2 separate regions of the Mus musculus genome follow, and region 1 is linked to region 2. A link is a contact called in public Hi-C data. All regions are on one chromosome and are shown on one strand. The core of a region is the stretch at or near the end of the contact, and the rest is flanking DNA. Distances in the headings are between cores, read along the strand shown.

Region 1 (4,625 bases), core at 798-3,297, 100 kb before region 2:
GCGGGTGCGCCCTGTGCCATGTTAGTACAATATAGCCGCCCATTTTCATTTTATATAATGACAGATTCCTTTAATAACCTACGCCCTCCGAGCTTTACAAATAAATCTGTTTCCTGTTTTTTCAGCTACAGGTTGTGAGATTTCCCAGCTGGATAACGTACAGGAAGACGTGACTGTTCAATTTTAGGGAGTTTTGTATGTTTGAGACAGTATGGTGGTGGGGTAACATCCTTCATCTTGTCATTATTTGTACACTAATATCTTGCCATGATCTTTCACAACCACTTTCCTTGATTGATCTTAGTAAGGGGACTGTGAAGAATTCTTGGATACTATATCCCCTGAATGTCAGATCAGAAATTCTCATCCTAAGGATGACTTCTCTATGTCCCCCACCCTTTGTCTTAGCCATGCTTAGTGCCCAGTCTCATTGATTGACTCATGGCAATTCCTAGCTACAGGCATCATCCTTCATCAACAGGTACTAGCATAGACAGTTATGGTACCCACCCATACTATGGGTTATCTGTCTGGAATTTATTATCATTGCTTTTCAGTCATTTCTAAAGGACCACCACTTCCTGTTACCAGCCTGTGTATATATGACAGGATGCTGGGGGTGGGGGTGGGGCATCCTTCTCTCATTTAGGATCCATTTTCCCCTGGTGTCCACATTATAAAGACCCAAAGTGTTAATTAGTCCAGACTCCTTGATGGAGAACAGGCCTTTACATTTCTCAGGGACTCCAGTCAGTCAAGGACCTTTTGTCCACATGACTCTCTCTGCAGAATGACAATGTCACCGGGACTTCTGTGGTCTGTCTTGGAGGAGAGGAAAGGAAGCATGCTATTATTAACCTTGACAACAGCAATTGTGCGGTCACTGTTTGTCCTCAGTGTTTGCCAGAGAGCAGCTGTAGATCAAACAGGACCACTCTAGAAAGTACTTGTGTCTCTCTGATGGAACTGATGGTACAGATGGCTCAGGGAAACGTGGCACATCACAATCTCCCCCTTTCTAGTGATGCTGGGGCTAGAACCCAGGCCATCACTCATGCTAAGCAAGCACTCTACCTCTGAGCTCTGCCCTGAATGATCCGGCCACACTACTCTTTCTGAGTGTCCAATGCATGACATTTAGATTTAAACCAAGCTGAGCAGTGGTATCAAAACCAAGATGGCTGATCGGGCCTTCCATAGTTTAATACTGAGGGATAAAGACATGAAACATGAACAGTATTGAGCAGGACTTTCTCCAGTACTTTCCAGAAGATAATCTGCCTGATCCTGCTAAGATATTAGTTTTGGGGTATGTGTGTGTGTGCATTGTAGGAGAGAAGAGGAGCTCTATATACTTTTAGAAATTTCTGCATAAAGGAGAATGTCTTCTTTAAGTTTTACATGTCACCCCTCCAGAGAGTATTTTAGATGGACACTTGAGGGGTGGGGGTGGGGAAAATCTGCCATTCAGCCACAAGGGAGAAACTTCCATTCTAACACAAAATGATGGTTGTATTTAATGTTAAAAAACAGTGGGTAACTTTTGTAATGAACAATTTCATTCGGGATTAATTTCAATTTTCTTCTCTCCTTATTGTTTGGCAGTCAAGGTTGAAGCTAGAGCCCGCTATCACAAAGACCCATTTATGCACAAGAATGCGACTCCCAATTCTCCACACGTGCCCAAGCCAGGTGAAGGAGTGCTGGGCTTTGTCCCAGTGTTTAACAGTTGCCTGGTACCCCTCAGCGTTTCACTGTAACACACTAAGCTCAGTTGCAGAAGACAGAGAGCTACTGTGGCTTTCAGCATGCATTTAACTTCTTTGGGCCACAAAATTTGAAAGAGAAAAGCCATTAAAAAAAAAAAAACAACCAAAAAACAAAACCAATGGATGATCATGAAAACAACCCCACTCTCCGACTAGCAGCTTGCACCCTGACTTCAGTAGGAAGCCCCTTCAGTTTGATGCCTTTGTGTTCAATACCACTATGCATGCCATTTATTCTAAGTGACTCCAGTGTGAATATGACATTACTAATGATCTGCTAAGTGTGTGCAGATGTGGGTTACTCCAGATGTGGTCATTAATAACGTAATGGAGATAGCTGTTTGACTCATGTTTATGAGTTGTTACCTTTTATTACTTTTCTGAGTTTATTTGCTTTGAGCTATTTTTTAACTCCAGCCAACAAACTCACCTTTAAATCTCAGAGCTTCATCTCCACCCCACCCCACTCTGCCCTCCTTAATCTCTTGGGGAAAACAGGGAGGAGGGAAAATGCCCGGGGCTGGAGGGGACTGGTGGATTCATTCCATGTAAGTAACAGGCTACTTGGGCAACCTGAAAGTCACAGTCATTACCCACTCCACCTCACGGATCCTTACAAGAAGCGCCAGTGGTCTCTGGCATAATACTTGCAGTCTGGAGAGGAAGACAAAGGCAGGGGTTGCTTTAAAAAAAAATCTTGTAAAATATCTGATCATTTTGAAGTAAGCCCCAGCCCCCGGCCAATGTTTCTGGAAGACGTTGCTTTGCTCTTGCTTAAAAACAGAACGCTGATGTGAAGGAGAGCGAAATGTTGTTACAGATGTTCAGCTCTGCATTAAGGCTGTTGGAATTACCACCACATCTTAAATCAATTCCCAGAGCATTGTCTGGAGGTTATGTCACCGAAATAATGAATCCTCTTTAGTCAAGAAAACGCAAACATGTTAAAACATCATTGTAAGTTTAAATTAAACTCCAGCGCCAACGAGGGGATCTGAAGCCTCATTAGACCTGCCTGACATTTTCCTAACGCTGACTCTTCTCCCCAAACTGTAAAACTGTTAGATTCAGGGCCTATTAGACAAGAGAGCGCTGGGAAGTTACAACAGAACATTAAGTGTTATACTTAGGGATGCGCAAAAACAAGCCCTTGAATTTTACGAGGGCTCAAAGACTTGGGAGAGTTTGGCTCCTATAAAAATTCCACATTAGATTCTCGAACTTGTTTGTGTTTTAAAGAAGCTGGCAAGTCAGGTTTCTTTAAAGGAACACCTCTTCATTCAGCTCGTGTGGAGGCATGGGAAGATGCTAGAAAGGTAGATTGCAATGAGCCAGAAAGCAGGTTAAGTTCAAGCCTGTGACTCTTTGTGCTCCCAAGGCAGTGGCTCGCTGCTGCTTGAACATGTTTGTCTTTCGTGAAAGCGAGTGAGCTTAAGTCTCTCTTTTGTTTTCATTTCTCATGTAGTCATAGAAGCCATGAGATAAGAATTATATCTGAGAGATCAGCTACTTTTCCTAGAACTGCTTTCTGTAAATATGCAGACATTGGTAAAACCCAAAGAGAGGATAATTAAATATATTTTCTGTCCCTCTTTGTAAAGAGAACGTATCCTTGATCTTCCTGTGCGACCTGAGCCATGTGAAATGCTCTCCGTTACGCAGCATTCGTATATTTAAGCCGGGGACATTTTCCATCCCAGCTCTTCAGGGAACAGATTTCCAGGCTCCGAGTAAAGCTTTGAACACAGTTCCATTGAAGTGAACAAATCCCAGTCTAAATGTGCTATGATTATGATGGATGATCTCTCAGACTCACAATGAAAATAAATAGTCTCCTCGCATCGAAGCAGGCATTAGACTCCCTCCACAACGAGGTGTCTCCCCAGAGCTGGCGAACACATATTAACTTGCAGATCTCACATCTGAGGAGCCATGCCAGCCAACAGCAGTGACTGGATAAAAGGGAAATGTGTGCTTAACCAAAGAGGGTACTTTATGAGAGGCCTGGAGCTAATGGGGAAGAAAAAGTTAAGCAAAAGAAGCCAGCAGAACAGCCAGTGTGAGGGACGAATAGAGACCCTTTCCACAATTTGCCACAACCATGGTAATATGCAGGGTTCTCAGGTAAACCCAGCCGTTGTCAACTAGGCTGGATGAAAGACCTTTTGGGATGTTGCACTGTGAGCTCATGAAAGGAAAAGTATAGTTTGTACCTCCCAATAAACATCCTCATGAACTCACATAAAAACTCACTGAAGTGGTGTACTAGCAGCCCCCCAGGTCCCACAGTTGCAGTGCAATGGTGGCCCCACACACTAAAAGATATACCCTTGTATTATGCGAAGGACCAATGTGAGACTTCCTTCTGCAGCCTAAGCCAGAAAAATGCAAAAGTATACCTAGGCACATGTGTGAGCACGTGCACACACACTCACACTTCATCTGGCCTCCAATTGCTTTGGTTGCCTACCTCCTGTCCTCTGAAAGAAAGATGAATTCAGGTCAAACCCAGAGTGCCTGTTTGCCAGCTGAGAGATGCATATCAACCCTAAGTGTTTTTTTTTTTTTTTCAATACCATTTATGTGGCTTGTATTTATTTCCTTTAATCTTTTAAGTGCTGTTTAGTCTCGGTGTGATTTGCTGTGGATACTCATTTCTGATAAGATGTGATATCCTCCCAGCCACATAGTCCCAGCCTGGAGCGCTAAGTGACTGATAGGGTCTCAGCCTGAGTGGAGCCTAGGGTGGGAGGTGGGGGTGGGAGTGTAGTATGGAGCAGGTGGGAGAGAGCCTGGGGTTGGGAGCCTTTGCACAGCCTTTCTGCCTTTCTCACCTTGACACACCATTTTCCCTTT
Region 2 (4,968 bases), core at 728-3,227:
AAACCCAGATCTGCCTGGAAATCCTAATTAAAAACGTTCCATTCCCAGGTGGTACAATCACATCCTGCCTAAAGTGTCTGGCTCACGGCCCACCACACAGATGCCGAAAAGAGACTTTTCCCCACTTAACACCAAAACCTTCATTTGGGATTTCTTTAGGGGACAAAGGGAAAAAAAAAACCAATTCAGAGGTACCCATATGCAGAGGTCAGCCTACAACACATTCATTAAGGGAAAAGAGCGTGGTTTGTTTCTTTGTCTTTCACACTTTGATTGCTGGCATGGTGACTGTGGCTATGATGAATTATGTAACCAGACAGGAACTGGAGAAGAGAATAAATGCTGGTGCTCTGAAATGACCTACCCAACTCTGTCATCTGTAACAACCAGTGATAACTCTCTTGTCTTGTAAAAAGGGTTTGTACATAACTTGTACATGGTTTCATTTTGTATTTTTCGCAGATTAAAAATTTATGTATTTGTGTTCTAAAACAAGGAGTGTTTCTTGTGTCTTTGTAACTGTCCCATAGGGTGTGGGGAGGGTTACCTAAGGTCCCATTTCACCCCCTTCTCCTTTGTGAAGGTGAAATTGTGGACCAGAAGCAGCCATGAAGTTGCTTCTTCAGTTGCAACTGTGGGACAGGGTACTTCCCAACATAGGCATGAGCAGTGTTGGGGAGGAATGGACGCTGGTGTCATTAAAAAGTTCAGAGTCATACAGGGCCACACTGGTTGAGAGGGTCACATGCTGCTACAGGCGACTCCAGAATATAGTGCTCTAAAGACACTGCCTACATTCCATAGAACCTTGAGAAGTCAACACTGGATCACTTCTGCCACCTGCTCCCATGCTAGCTACCCTTCCTTGCTATTCATACAAATGAGCAAAGTCTCCCTGCTTCTTCCTCATCAAAACACAGGGGTTGAAGCTTGCTTAAGGGGTGGGCCTTCTTGTTCTTCACACCCATAGATGAAATGCCCAAGTCAATAATATCCAGTAACAATGATACTATTTGAGTCTAGATCTTCAGAATCTTGTGGATTTGAAGCCCTTACAGGACACCAGTCTCCTTAGTCTAAGACTGACCTGGCTTCTGAGAAAAGAAGATGCTGGTGAGAGGGTTCCATGTATGTACTATATATAGACTGTCAAAAATTAATATCATTAGAGATTGTACCCTTCTTCATTAGCCAACATTAACTAACTTCATTAGTTAGTGTTTACATTCCTTTATTGGGACTTGTTGACAAAACAGTATGTAATAACATGACTCTGGGTCTCTAGTTGAAGTAATAAATTATTGGTTCACATATTAAAAATTGATCTGTGGGAGAGAGTACAGCATGCCCTTACAGAGACATAAAAGGTTTGCTTAGCTATTGAAGAACAATCTGATTGATACCTTGAAAGCCAAATCTCTGGGTACGTATGCTTATTAGTCTTTGTCAACGCAACAGAGACTAGAACCATCTGGAGTGAGGAAACCTCAATTGAGAACTGCCTACAACAACTTGGCCTGTGGGCATTTCTGTGAAACATTTTCTTGATTAATGATTGATGTGGGAGGGTCTAGCCCACTGCAGGCAATATCGCCCTTGGGCAGGTCATCCTGAATTGTATATGAAAGCAAGCTGAACAAGCCACAAGGACCACTCCAGTAAGCAACTTTCCTCCATGCGCTAGTATCTGCCTCTGTGTTCCTCCCTTGGCTTGCCTCAGTGATGGACTAAACCCATAAGTTAAAAAAAATAAAAAGCCTCATTCTTACCAAATGTACTTTTTCTCGATGTTTTATCAAAACAACAGAATAGAAAGCAGAGGCAGTACTCAAACAAAACCAGCCCCAAGCAGACCTTATTGCCAGGAGTGAGAAACTGCAGACTTGCTTACCTTCTCCTGCCAACTCCTCACAGATCTTTGAGCTCCAGAGTCTCAACTTGTCTTCTCAATATTTGCTAACAAATCTGAATGTTGTTGGGGAAATGTAATTGCAGAGCATATGGTCTCCATTAGTCAGGCAAACTCTACTGCCAAGTTCAGCTCCAAGGAAGGAGTCTGCATAAAGGATGAAATATTAGGGAACGATCCATAGTGACAGAGAAGCCAAATGAAAGAGATGAGGCACTGAGTTGCAAAACAGTAGGCTTGGACAAAAGGACACAATGACTGTGGAACATGGTTTTCCATTTGGTAAGAAAACAAAATATCTGTGAATTTCTACTGAGATCTCTCCGTAGCAAAAATCAAAGGAGGCCATTCACCAAGATCAATATTAACTGTTTCTCAATGTCAGACGAGATAGATTCTGCCTGGGAGAAAATCGTAGGGCAAACAGAATACACAGCTTGCTAAAGGAATAAAGCAAGGATGAGATCAAAATGTAAACATCGGGCATAGTGCTATTTTCAATTGCTGAGGCTCAGCCTTCCAAAAGAGAGACAGGTTCTCATGCTTACAGATCTGTCCCATTCTTAAAATGTAGGGTAAAAGTCAGAAACTCAAGGGATCTAAGATCAAGAAAAATTATTCAGCACCCTTGCCACAAAAATGGTTTTGCAATATGCCTTTTAAAATAAGAAAATATGTTAATAAGTTGGTTATACTTCCAGATTGATACACATAGATTTAATTTATCATTTTACTCAACATATTGAGTCTAATAGCTAATCTTGGTTGTCAACTTGATAGACCTGGGAAAGGGGAACCTCAAGTGGAATTGTCTCCAACATTTTGGCTAGTGGGCATGTTTTGGGGGGGCACTTTCTTAATTGCTAATGAGTTTAGAAAGACCCAACACACTGTGGGAAGTGCCTCCTCTGTACTGGTCTTCCTGGGTGGTAAAAAAGAACAGGCTGAGCAATGGAAAGAGATGCAGAGACCCACAGTCAATGATTAGACAGAACTCAGAGAGTCTTCCAGAAGAGTTGGGGGAAGGATTGGTGGACTTGAAGAGGACAAGGACTCCACAGAAAGACCAACAGATTCAACTAACCTGGGCCCTTGGGGGCTTCCAGAGACTGAACCACCAACCAAAGAGTGATCCCAGGCTGGACCTAGACTCCCTGAACATATGTACCAGATGGGCAGCTTGGTCTTCATACGGGTCCCCCAACAACTGGAGCAGGGGCTATCCCTGAATCTATTACATACCCGCCTGTGGATCCTGTTACTCTAACTGGACTGCCTTGTCTGGCCTCAGTGGGAGAGGATTTGCCTAGTCCTCCAGTGATAATGTGCCAGGGTAGGGTAGGGATACTCATGGTGGGTGGGGAGCCTCTCTATTCTCAGAGAAGAAGGAGGAAACCGGGGAGGATCTGTAGTACTTGGAGGAGAAGGGAACTTGTATTGAGATGTAAAACAAATAAATAAATTTATTAGTATTTTAAAAAGAAAGGAAAGGAAAAGAAAAACAAAACGAAAAAAAAAAAGCAACTGAGAACCAGACAGGGGACCCAGCAAAACAGAGTTCCTCCATGGTCTCTCTTCAGTTGTTCCCTCAAAGATACTGCTTTGACTTCCATCAAGGATGAATTGGAACCTTTTACCATCCCCCGTCCCCCCCACCACCTAACATTGCTTTTGGTCAGTGTTTTATCACAGTAAACTAGGAAAGAAGCTGGTACCAGGAATGTGAGGTTTTGCTGTGATGGACCTGACTATGTGGACTTTATGTCTTAGACTGTTTTGTGGGGGAGAGGTGGAGGATTTGGGAGATTTAGGCTAGAAAAGCCATTGAATGCTAAGATCTTAATGAGCTGTTATGGGAACATGGATAATATTTCAGAGTGCAATGGAGACGAGATAATGGAGACCTGGCTTATGGTCCTGGACTATCGGGATCATTTGTGTGATCGTATTTTTATTAAGAATCTGTGAAAGTAAAACATTTTCTTTACTGTGACAAGCAGTGCTGGTTATCTGGGGTTTAAAAAGTTAACTGCAATTAATATGAGACCAGCATCGTTAAGGTGAAATTTTCTGGGAAGTGTTTGGTCAGAGTTGGCACAGAAGCTGTGGTCTAGACAGGGCCAAGGCTGCATCTCGAGCTGGAAGATGATCATGGTGATGTGTATGTCTCCTATATAGTACTGGTTTTGAATGTATAAAGGGATTGTAGAGAGCAGCAGAGGCTTGGTACTATGAGAGGTTAGGAGAGGGTATTGATGAAAGTGCAGTCTCAGCTTCAGTGGACACCCCAGGACATTGGAGATGCCAGGACCATAGGATGAATGCCAAGGACAAAAGCAGTCTGAGCCTACACTATACGCTGTGTCTGTTCACACAAATGTGAACTTTCAGTCATGGTATTTGTCACAGGAACAGAAAGCAAACCAGATCACAACCATTAGGCTGGGGCCTAGCAAACACATAAGTGGATGCTCACAGTCAGTTATTGGATGGATCACAGGGCCCCCAATGGAGGAGCTAGAGAAAGTACCCAAGGAGCTAAAGAGATCTGCAACCCTGTAGGTGCAACAACATTATGAACTAACCAATACCCTGGAGCTCTTGACTCTAGCTGCATATGTATCAAAAGATGGCCTAGTCGGCCATCAATGCAAAGACAGGCCCATTGGACACGCAAACTTTATATGCCCCAGTACAGGGGAATGCCAGGGCCAAAAAGTGGAAATGGGTAGGTAGAGGAGTGGGGGGGGTATGGGGGACTTTTGGGATAGCATTGGAAATGTAATTGAGGAAAATACATAATAAAAAAATATTTAAAACAAAAAACAAAACAAAAAAAAACCAATGAAGTAGGCAAGCTAAATTACAATAATAAACATATCTAGCATTAATATGCTATGTACTTAATATATGATATTCTAGAATTAGTGTTATATTTTTATATATAACATGCATATACACATAGAGACACAGACACACACAAAAGCACACACACATGCACATGTACCTTTTAGGACATTCAGGTTGTTTCTCACTTTTTCCTACCTTCTTGAATTCTT

Evidence for each region. A called contact is a pair of places that touch in the nucleus more often than the background predicts.
Region 1: a contact with region 2 is called in a Hi-C map of uterus, with 1.6 times the contacts expected there. The contact joins two enhancer-like sites. A contact is called at or near these places in 1 of 39 promoter capture datasets (the 3T3-L1 cell line), 6 of 484 Hi-C or Micro-C datasets (the 3T3-L1 cell line, nephron progenitors and uterus), 2 of 115 datasets of contacts at active chromatin or transcription factors (embryonic fibroblasts and embryonic stem cells) and 1 of 9 other capture datasets (embryonic stem cells).

Annotation. Positions count from the first base shown.
Region 1 is chr14:23,387,988-23,392,612 of GRCm38.p6, reverse strand. The region is part of intron 19 of Kcnma1 (potassium large conductance calcium-activated channel, subfamily M, alpha member 1); the gene reads left to right. Among named protein-coding and RNA genes, the nearest start is that of 5430425E15Rik, 120 kb to the left of the region's middle. Within about 2 kb of position 2,047, at least 17 of the 459 cell types and tissues checked have an H3K27ac peak or open chromatin away from gene starts, as enhancers often do. A contact at or near this core is called in uterus, where this site is marked.
Region 2 is chr14:23,287,815-23,292,782 of GRCm38.p6, reverse strand. It overlaps a transcript of Kcnma1 not described here. Among named protein-coding and RNA genes, the nearest start is that of Gm10248, 200 kb to the right of the region's middle. Within about 2 kb of position 1,977, at least 10 of the 459 cell types and tissues checked have an H3K27ac peak or open chromatin away from gene starts, as enhancers often do. A contact at or near this core is called in uterus, where this site is marked.